2 separate regions of the Mus musculus genome follow, and region 2 is linked to region 1. Evidence: chromatin contacts called from public HiChIP or PLAC-seq data. All regions are on one chromosome and are shown on one strand. The core of a region is the stretch at or near the end of the contact, and the rest is flanking DNA. Distances in the headings are between cores, read along the strand shown. Region 1 has its middle 48 kb from the start of Gm27188. Region 2 has its middle 3.4 kb from the start of Gm27230.

Region 1 (5,670 bases), core at 2,355-4,854:
CCTTCCTGTTGCCCTTGATAAACGGTTAGAAGGAAGATAGAAATAAATAATTTTTGAAAGGCCTTTTGAGAATCTTAAAGGTGTCATCCCTTCCAGACCCTAGCTGAAAGAGCAATGGTTGGAAGGACCTTATCATGGAGATAACTGTGGGCTGAAATTTGTTTAAATGCAGTGGGTTGCAATTTGACGAATGAAAAATGCCTGGAGATTTTAAGAAATTAGGTCAATGTGGTCTGAAATGTTATACAGAGAAATGAAAAGAAAAGCTCTTAAGGTTGTAAAGTCTCCATAGGTAGAATATGTTGGAAGAATCACTCAGCAGCTGGTGTGGGCCATACGTGCAGGTCAGATTTTGTGTGTGTGTGTGATTAGACAGAAAATGAAATGTAACACATATTATTTTTATTGATATTATATGTATGTATGTATGTATGTATGTGTGTGTGTATTTACTTATGGGGGGATGCACCCTTGCCATGGCATGCATGTGGAGGTCAGAAGATGACTTTCGGGGCCCTGGGACTGAACTCAGGTCAGCAGGCTTGATGGTATCTGCCTTTAACCACTATCGTGGTGACCCTATTTATTTAACTTTTCAGGGAAGAGTCTTATGTGGCCCAGGCCCACCTTGAACTCACTGTGTAGTAGAGGACAACCTTCAGTTTCTGATCCTTGCAGTGCCACCTTTTGAGCGTGGAAATTACAGGTAGGCACCTCCACACCAAGTTCTATGTGGGGCTGGAGACTGAACTTAGAGCCTTACAAATGCAGGGAAGCACTCTAGCGACTGAACTACGTTGTCAACCTGTTTTAAATGACTTACCTTTTTTTTTTTTTTTTTTTTTTACTAAATTTAAGTAACTTCTCTTTTTTGAACAACTATCATCACCACCCACTTCTAAATTATTTTTTCAGTTGGCAAAACTGAAATTCCATGGCCTTGGAATTTTACCCATTTCTTCTCCTCTAGCCTTTAGAAACCAGTGCTCTCTGATCTGTCTCTATGGATTTTATTATCCAGTATCCATTTAGATGGACTCAGGCATCTATTGTTTTTGTTTGACTTCTGACATACTATTAATAGCCCCTAAGGTATTATGGATGACCAAGTTGTAGCATGTATCAAAATTTCCTTTTTTGAAGGAGTGGGTAATATTCCATGGATGTATGTACCACGTTTTCTTTATCCACTTAATCATCTACATATGCCCAAGTCGCTTCCACTTTTTGCTGTTGTGAATAATGCTGTTATAAATGAGGGTATACAGAGGTTTTAATTTTTTTTTTGCAGGTTCATTATATTTTCTCGTTTCTGAACCAAAATCTGACAAGTGCTAGAAGAGCTCTGGAGAGCAAATTGGGGGATGTAGTTTAAACATTCTCAAGGAGATCTGGAGTGCGGATAATGACAACTATCTTAATCAACATTCTGTTACTGTGAAGAGACACCATGACCAAGGCAACTTATAAGAGGAAGCATTTAATTGGAAGCTTGCTTACAGGTTCAGAGGGTGGGTTCATAATCATCATGGTGGGAAGCCTGGTGGCAGGTAGACATGGCAGTAGCTGAGAACTCATATCTGATCTGCAAGTTGCAGGACGTGGGGAGAGAGAGAGAGAGAGAGAGAGAGAGAGAGAGAGAGAGAGAGCACCTGGTGTAGGCTTTTGCAATCTCAAACCCTACCCTCAAGACATATCTCTCCATATCTCCTGGTCCTTCCTAAACAGTTTCACCAACTCGTAACTAAACATTCAAATATATGAGTCTACAGGAACCATTCTCATTCAAACCACCACATCAGCCTAGAACTGAGCATTGGCAGCCACCGATCCTAGACAGTAAGGGTCTAGAAGTACAGGGGTAAAGAACTCGGATAATAAGGCTGTGAATTTTGAACTCTTTGTAATGCTAAAAACCAAAAGAGTTTGGAGTAGGCAGGTGTGGGAGAGGACCTCTTGGGCTATGGCAATATTAAATATGGGATGGAAGTATTGTGATTCTACTCTGTCAGGAATCTGCAGAGACAGCTCACTCCAAGTCTAAGTAGACTTTGTTAAATTTTTGTTCAAGTATTATTGCAAATAGCAACAATAGCAAACCAGAATTGTTCTACTCTTCTCCAGACTTGTGTTTAAGAAAGCTTCATTGAAGCACATCTCCGATCTCACTCTCCCACAGATTTTGTTTCTCTGGTGTGAAGACAGATTGGCAGGAAAATCAAAAGAGATACTGATGCAAAAATGTGACCTTTGAAAACTGAGATTCATCTAGAATTTTCTTTTGGTGATGAAGAAGTCATATGCCACCTGCAGCAGCCACCCCCAGCTCTTTGTCACGGAAGCTGAGAGTCTGTATTTGGAGACCAGACCCAGCACTGGAGAAGCAATCACAGGCATTTCCATAGTTTTACCATGCTGCTCTAAGCCAGGAGAGGATGGCAGCCAGGTCCTGCTTCCCCTCAGACCATCCCATTCACTTTTAAATTAATACATTGGTTGTATTCTGCCCCCTTCGGCTGAATTGTACCGAAAACAAATTTATCTTTCAACTCTTTACCCTTTAAGGAACTGTAATTCAGCTATTTAATCTAGTCTCTAGGTAAAATAATATATGGTGTGATACATTTGTTTTTAAGAGTTCTTTTCCTATATTTAAAAACTGAATATTATCAGGAGAATTTCTTCTCTATGGCTTTAAAATAAATTTCACTGACCCACTTTTTTTTTTTTTTTCCGAGACAGGGTTTCTCTGTATAGCCCTGGCTGTCCTGGAGCTCACTTTGTAGAACAGGCTGGCCTCGAACTCAGAAATCCGCCTGCCTCTGCCTCCCGAGTGCTGGGATTAAAGGTGTGTGCCACCACGCCCGGCGTGACCTACTTTTATTTATTTATCTAAAAGATTTATTTACTATTATATCTAAATACACTGTAGCTGTCTTCCGATACACCAGAAGAGGGCGTCAGATCTCATTACAGATGGTTGTGAGCCACCATGTGGTTGCTGAGATTTGAACTCAGGACCTTCAGAAGAACAGTCGGTGCTCTTAACCACTGAGCCATCTCTCCAGCCTGTGACCAATTTTATAATGTGAGTGATTTGGTAAATGTGTCTGTGGCTCTCTGCTCCCTTTTCATGTACAATTCAAGTTAATATTTGGTGTGAAAGCAAATCCATTCATTGAGAGACCCTTTCCTTTTGTTTGTTTTCCAAATTCATTAGTTTAGCACTTACTGCATGCTGGGAACTGGACTGGTAAGCAATCAAGAAGATCTTGTGCATGCAGCTTACGTAGGTGAGAGGAACATTGATGAAATAATCCCCCCCACAATGTGCACATTCTACACTTACTGTCAGAAAACAATATTCTGTCTGTGTTTTAATGTGTGAGTAGTAGTGGTTTCTGGGCTATTTGAGATGAGATTTTAAAGGATAAAAAAAATCATAATATTGGGTGTGTGGGAGGCCAAGAGGGTTTTATAAAGAGGGAACGGCCCTTTTAACTAAGTTCCTCATTGCCGATCATGAGCCCACCTGTTTATACATACTGTCTTTGACTGCTTTAGACTTACAACAGCTGCGCTGAGCAGGTGCCATAGAGAGTTTAAAAGAAACTACTTTGCAAGAAAAGCTTTCCAGTCCTTATTTTAAGCCGTAAAGTTTTGGGGTACCCTGTCAGACAGCAGCAAATCACCCAAACACTGTCTGCACGGCGGCAGAGGCAGCACTCCCTGCTTGCGCTATAATTATTTTTCTGTAATCCCACATGCTTGTGTTTGAGACCTGTGAAATCATTTCCCTTTATCTAGACCAACATCTGTTTCGAATGAGTAACAATGTCATTTTTCTAAATAGAATATTTTAATAATGCTGGGACAATATCCACTTTCTCGATACAAGACATTTTTTTGAATTTAATAACCAGATAAAATCCAATATGGTTCTTTTCCACCCTCAGAAGCTATTTCATTTAAAAATTATCCATGCTAAAGTGATTTCAACTTGATGTCAGAAAGGAGCCTCAATGTGTGAAAGTGTTTCAAAGTGTATATCACCACAGAGCTACCTCTCAGTGTAACTACCTCATATTCCTAACGTCTCCTGATAGTTGGTTCTTATCTTTTCTCTTGGAAAAAAAGAAAAGTAAAATTTTAACCTGTCTCCAGCCTTCGAAGAGATGAGCCATATTTTCTGAGTTACATAAAGTGTTTTTTTAAAAACTAATTTTAGGGATTGGCAGTTCTACTGTGTAATCCTGGCTTGTTGAAAGGCAACGAATAGATTTGCACATAAGCTGGAGAATATGAGCCAATACAATGTGTGTAACACTGTAAAGTGTAGTGCTTAACTATGCACTCTAGGGATTTATTACCTATTCTCTGAAAAAGAGAAAAATCCGTAAATACCAATTAAATGGTGCTATTTCTACATGAAGTCATAAAATATGACTTTATGAATATAATTCAGGAAATTATGATTCAGGAAATCCTAAGATGCATTCACTCATGTAACTGTACAGAGGTTGGGGGGTGCATGGCATGGTGTATGGGGGATGCTTGGGTGTATGGTTGAAGCACTGTTAAAGAAAGTGCTGGTTACTGAAGTACAAGATTAAGAATCTAGTGGCTGTAATTCAGTGGGTAGAGCTCGTGCATAGCATGCATGAGGCTCTGGGATCAATGCCTAGCATTGCATAACCCAGGCATGATGACACACATCTGTAATCTCAGCATTCCGAAGGCAGAGGCAAGGGGATTGATTGTATGCTTAAGCTTACCTTTAGATACATAGGAAGTTCAAGGTCAGCCTGCATCAAAAGGAGCAGGACTGGACTCTGAAATATCCTCAGTGTGAGCTACTGTGACTTTGAAGGCCAGGCTGAGGTCAGCAGGTGGATCCAAAGGGCTTTCTTCCAAGATTCTCTACGTTGTTCATTTGAATTTTAGGAAGACCTTCCATAGGCCCTAACCAGATTTCTGCATTTTCTTCATGCATATTATTCATAACCCAATCTAACATTTAAAGTTATATTTAACAACACACTATACTTTTAAAAATATATATATACTTAAGCCAGAATTGTAGGTCTTTACCACTGAATGGGGCCTTGGATAATTTCTGGTCCAAATGTCTCATTTTATAGAAAAGGAAATAATTTCCTTTTGTGCTTCCAAATCTTTTATTTCCAAAGGACCATCTTAGAGAATTTTATGTAACTAACATATTATTAGTTTCTAAAGCCTTTTGAACACAAAAAATAATATATACCAACCAGGTTAATGCACTGCTTTGAGCAATTATTTAATGAAAGTGGCGAAATATTTTGACTGCTAACAAGTTGTAAGAATTTGGGTTAAGAGTCCTAAAAGAAAGAAATGCAGTTCAAGGTCATCTAAACAATCAGGGGACAGAGTGGGGTTTTGGTAGCTTGTGTCATGGACTAAATTGTGTCTCCTCCACCAAATTCACGTTGAAATTCTCAACTCCAGCACTTCAGAATGAGACCATGTTTGGATACAGGATTTTTTAAAAGAGGTTATTAAAATGAGTTGCTATGGCAAACTCTAATCCAGCTCAACTAGTGGCATTATAGACAGAAGAAAGAGAGTGTCTAGGAGAACCGCCGCTGAAGAAATCCACTCTGTGGAACCTGGACCACAGACTTCTCTCCT
Region 2 (5,510 bases), core at 467-2,966, 180 kb after region 1:
GCTTAATAAAGATTTACTTAATAGTAATGATTGTTGGTGGGATTTAGACACCAGTGTCTTTATCCCATTAAGTGCTAATCTGAGTTCAACAAAGTTTCAGAATATCAACAAATTAGCTATTACTATACTCCAAAAAAGGACATACAAACACCAAATTTTAAAAATAAAGTTTTATTTACAAATACACTTAGGTAGAATCCCAACAAGGCATATATAGGACTTAGGGGCTGAAAACTAGGAAGTGCAGACACACCAAGAGTCAGGCTGCAGGTCCTGACTTGAAGCGGTAACCCAGTCCATCCATCCTCCTTGGATTTGTACGCAGGTATACCTGGTTCTTATCAACAGTTCAGCAAGATGTGTTTTAGAAGCAGGTTAGATTCTTCAGAAATTATTAGGGAAAGAGAAGCTGAACTAGTGAAAACAATCAAGACTTCATGACATCAGAAAGGAGAGCCAGATATATTCACAGAAATATATTCATCGAGGTGCTGACTAACGTGCAAAGCCAATCTCAATGAACGTGATGTTGTCCCTTTCAATAGCGATGGAACGAATGGGCACCCAAGGTGTAAGCAATGAGTCTCAGCCTCAGATTCACAATTTAATGCAAATTAAGTCAGAATGGATACACCGCTAAAAGTTTACAGTCTCCGGCGCAGCTCATGAAGCCACAGCCCTATCATATCCATCTAAAGAACCGCTTCATCCAGGAGGCACGCGCGTGGATGACAAGAAGCACATGGCACTGGGCTCAGCACCACCCATCGCTAGTGAACTGTAAATTCCAACCACAATAAAGCATCCCAGCTAAAAATGCAGTGGCAACCAGAACCTGAGTCCTCCTGCTCCGAGTGGGAAGTAGTGCGGTGGGAGGTATCAGGGCAGACCCCTCTGGAAAACGGCTTGGCAGTGTCTCGATAAAAGGAACATGCCTAAAGCCTCAACTCGGTGATTGTAGTCCTGGTCATTTACCCCAGAGTAATGAAGAATTGTGTTCCTTCTGTGTTCATATCACAACCTCACTGCTGTCTATGAATAAACGGCAGAGCCTTGCCAGAGAGTCCCAGCGTTACCGCTGCGATCTATGAATGAGCACGAGGGCTTGGTGGAGACTCCCAGGCTTGCTGACCTCAGCATCAGTGAAGTCCAAAGGGCTGGGACATCAGTAAGAACGTCCTCGCCAACTTCCTGGGGCCAACTGGGAATAACACTGAGGGTTACACAGCTACTTGACCTAACCTGTGTGATGTCTGTCCACGTGACCTTTCGTAACGGTATGATTATGCAGCAGCCTTTTCCAACGAAGTTCCAATATGATATAAGAAAAATGACCAAGCTACACAGTTCTCTTCTGTCAGTTTGCATAAGGCTAAATAGTTGTCTTTGCCAGGAATTAATATTCAGGATGAGAATGAACTGCTTTCATTGGGAAAGAGAAGGATGGGGCTTCTCTGGCTCGCTTCCTTCTCTGCGGATCTTGTCTTACTTTATTTTGCTCTGGTATTGTTTATTTTGAACCACACATTAAACTCAAACAAATGGTAAAATAGATTATTTGTATTTAAACTATCCCTAAAACAGAATGTCAGTCTATAGGAAAGATTAAACTCAGGGCTGATGACTTAGCTCAGTACCTAGTGTTTGTGTAGTCTGTAGGTTCAATCCAAGCATCAAACAGGAAGTGCAGGACTACACCTGCCATCTCAGCGCGGGGGAAGGCGAGTCAGGAGGATCAAAGCTTAAGCTCACCTCCTTCTAGGCCAGCCCCCATCCGCGGCCCAGGGTTGGTTGGTTTCTTTCTGTTGATGCTGTTTCAGGTTTTCTTTTCTCAAGCAGTTATGGTTGACATCGTAATAAAGAAATGTTACCCCCACCACCACCACTCCCGAAGAACCTTAATTTTCCTTCTTCTCTGAAAGAACCCTAGGGAATCTAATAAAAGCAAAATAAAAATATGAGCAAGAAGCATGGTTAGCAAGGCTATAGTATCAAGATCTAACAATTTTTCCATATGGGCTGCATGTATGAGAGGCACACGTGTGTGCCCAGCAAGCCCGAGCAGGTCAGAGGGCAACATGGGAGGAACTGGTTCCTTCTTCTCACCACGTGGGTCTCATGGCTCAAATTCAAGTCTTCAGACTCTGTGGCACAAGCTTCAGCCAACCCAGACATCTCTCTGCCCCTACTTTTATTTTTTTAACCTATTAATTTATTTTCCCAATGTAACAATTTAATAATGCAATTTAAAAAATTCTTTTCAAAAAAAATTCTTTCCATTCACAATAGCATTTAAAGACTAAAATTCTTAGGAATCATGAAGAGTGAGATCTTCATGTTGAAAACTTTAAACCCCTGTCAGGGAAAATTAGCGAGTTATACCAATGGAGCCCTAACCCACACTATGAATGGGAGGCGTTAGTTGTGTTCAGATGGCAATACTCCCCAAATTAAAAACAAGAGTCAACAAAGTTCCCGTAAAGATTCCAGCAGAATATTTTGTAGTCATTGGCAAACTGATTTTAAAATTTAGAAGAAAATGAAAAGCACTTAAAATAGCAAACAAGCCTGTAAACAAAAAAATAAGTAAATTAAAAATACAATGTTACAAAGAAGAGCAAAGCAGAGGCCTCATACTACCTGATATTTTGACTTACTACAAAAGTTCAGAAATCAATGCAATGGAGAATTGGTATAGATGATATTGAGACCAGTGTAAAGGAAGAGACAGCTCAGAAATAGACGTGAGTATCTCTCATTGGTTATTTTTGAGCACCATTATAAAACAATTCTCTGGGCAAAGGTGGTCCTCCTTCATTAAGAGATGGAACTGTTTATGTATCTGTCTGTCTGCATTCATCGGCCTCTTTCCCAGGCTAAAGAACATGAGCTCTTACCTCACACCACACACAAAATCACCTCAAAGGAGTCAGAGGCCTGCATGCAAAACTAAAGCTGTGGACTTCAAGAAGGGAGCACAGACAGGTTCTTGCAACTTTTGAGTTAGGCAAAGGCTTATCAGGTAGACAGCTAAAGCACAGATCATTTTTAAACTGATCACACGGTAGTCCCAGCACTTGGGAGGCAGAGGCAGGTGGATTTGTGAGTTCGAGGCCAGCCTGGTCTACAGAGTGAGTTCCAGGACAGCCAGGGCTACACATAGAAACCCTGTCTCAAAAGACCAAAAAATAAGAAAAAAGAAAAAAAATGACCACATGGGCCATATTTTAGACTTTTTCTCTTTAAAAAACACTATTGAAGAAACAAAAAGTGGCTCAGCAGTGGTGGCACAAACCTTTAGTCCCAGCACTTGGGAGGCAGGAGGATCTTTAGTTTAAGGCTAGCCTGGTCTACTGAGCTAGTTTCAGGATAGCCAGGACTACACAGAAAAACTTTGTCACAAAAAACAAACAAATAGACAAACAAACAAATAAACAAAAAAGCAAACAAAATTCCACCCACAAACTGGGCAAAATATTTCTAAGTAATACATTTAAGACAGACAAAATTTTATAACTCAATAGCAGAATGTAACATGAACATATTTATTTTTTTAAAATGTAAGCAAAGAAGATATGTAAATGGATTCTAAGTGCATGAAAAATGTTCAAGATGCCCTGTTTTGTTGAGATAAGAAATACCTTAGACATCATCACCTCATCCATATGGGGAAAAAAATCTAGACAAACTGAAAACCAGCAGCTCTTTTAATTATTGATTTCTGTGTTTATTTTTTGTATGTTTTGAACTGCTGTGTCATACAGCCAAGAGAGGCCTCAAACTCACTGTGCAAATAAAGCTGACCTTATACTCCTGATCCTCCTGCCTCAGCCTCCAGGGTACAGGGATTACAAGCATGAGCCATTTGGCTTAAATTTAATGGACACATAAAATTGATATAATTTGTGGGATACCACACGGTGCTTCAACATCTGTATACATTGTATTATGTTAAAATCATGGTAACATCTGTCTCCATAAACACACTCTATCCTCTTGAGATGAAAACACTTTTATTTTATTAATGTTTTATATTTTTATGTAAATGAATGTTTTGCCTGAATGGATGCATGTGTACCACATGTGTGCCTGGTTCCCGCAGAGGAAAGAACATGATATTAAATATGGCTGTGAGCCTCTATTTGAGTGCTAGGTATTGAACCTGGGTCTCCTACAAGAGCAGCCGGCTCTCTGAACCACTGAGCATCTCTCCAGCGTCACCTTTAGGGGTGTTTTTTTATTTTGTTCTGTTTTAAATATGTACCACATTGTCATTACTTTATGGTCACTCTATGCAACAGAATACCAGAACCCATTTTCCCTCTCTATACTAACACTCATGGACAGGCCTGTGATGTTAGGGGGACTTAGATGGTTTTTCTTGTACCCACTGGTCATTTGCATATCTTCTTTTAAGAAGGATCTATTTAGTTATACTTATTTCTTTATTCAGATTGTTACTGGTTTTATTTTAACTATTGAGTAGAGTTCATGCCATACATTAGCCCTCTATCTAGGGTACAGCCTGAAGGCATTGTCTCTTATTATGCCATATAGAAGTGTTATTGCTTGATAAAAAAAAAATTGTTTGTATAGTTTTTCTTTTGTTGCCTATGACTATGAGGTCTTATCTCCATTGTCACAGTCCCACAATCGTTCCAATATCCTGAAACACTCACTCCTTGTTTTTCCTGATAGTTCTGTAGACTTAGGTCTTAACTCTAAGTCTTTAAAACTTTTTTAGGCAATTTTTATATACGATGAGACATGCCTCCTTTCATCTTCCTCATGTGGATATCTGAGTCTTCCCTGCTCACTTGGAAGAGATGACTTTCTTAAAGCGTGCATCCTTTATACCTTTGCTGAGGTTCTGCAGGTGGCAGCTGTGTGAGTTTACTTCTAGGCTGTCTGGTCTGTTTCGTTGGCTCCTGTGTGTTTGCATGCCAGTACCCCGAGGTCTCAATTTCCAGATTTTAGTATGATATAGAAGCATTGTAATCAGCTAGTATAATGGCTTCCTCATTTCAGCTCCTGATTGCTTTAATTATTTGGGATGCTTTGTGATCCACCTCAAATTTTTAGCAGTTGTTTCTAGCTCTGAGAAGAACATAGCATTTTGGTCGAGATCGAGTTGAATCTGTAAATCACTTTGAATGGCTTGAGTGTTTAAGTAGTATTGCTTCTGCCCACCCATGAGCACAGGATGTCTTGACAATCATCGGTGTCTTTGTGGGTTTTGTGTGGGCGTCTTTCACCTCACTGGTCATGTTTAGGTCTGGGTATATTTTGTAGATTTTGTAAATGGGGATGCTCTCCTCATTTCTTTTTCAGATGGTTCACGATTGGCAACTTTGCTAAAAGTGTGAGGTCTCGAGGCCTTTACTGGAGTTTTCCAGGTCTTGTCAACAGCGGCGGTGACAACCTGGTGACTTATTTCCCCACTCGGATGCCTTCTTTTCTCTGCTTTCTCTGATTGGCTTGCACTTCCGGTTGGATTTTACAATCTAGTG

What was found. HiChIP or PLAC-seq counts read pairs in DNA pulled down with a chosen protein or histone mark.
Region 2: an H3K27ac HiChIP or PLAC-seq map of double positive thymocytes shows a contact between it and region 1, with 5 times the contacts expected there. The contact joins two enhancer-like sites. A contact is called at or near these places in 1 of 15 datasets of contacts at CTCF or cohesin (thymocytes), 4 of 484 Hi-C or Micro-C datasets (cerebellum, embryonic stem cells and nephron progenitors) and 1 of 115 datasets of contacts at active chromatin or transcription factors (double positive thymocytes).

Annotation. Positions count from the first base shown.
Region 1 is chr9:72,202,432-72,208,101 of GRCm38.p6, forward strand. No RefSeq gene overlaps it. Among named protein-coding and RNA genes, the nearest start is that of Gm27188, 48 kb to the right of the region's middle. Within about 2 kb of position 3,605, at least 10 of the 459 cell types and tissues checked have an H3K27ac peak or open chromatin away from gene starts, as enhancers often do. A contact at or near this core is called in double positive thymocytes, where this site is marked.
Region 2 is chr9:72,384,230-72,389,739 of GRCm38.p6, forward strand. No RefSeq gene overlaps it. Among named protein-coding and RNA genes, the nearest start is that of Gm27230, 3.4 kb to the right of the region's middle. Within about 2 kb of position 1,717, at least 8 of the 459 cell types and tissues checked have an H3K27ac peak or open chromatin away from gene starts, as enhancers often do. A contact at or near this core is called in double positive thymocytes, where this site is marked.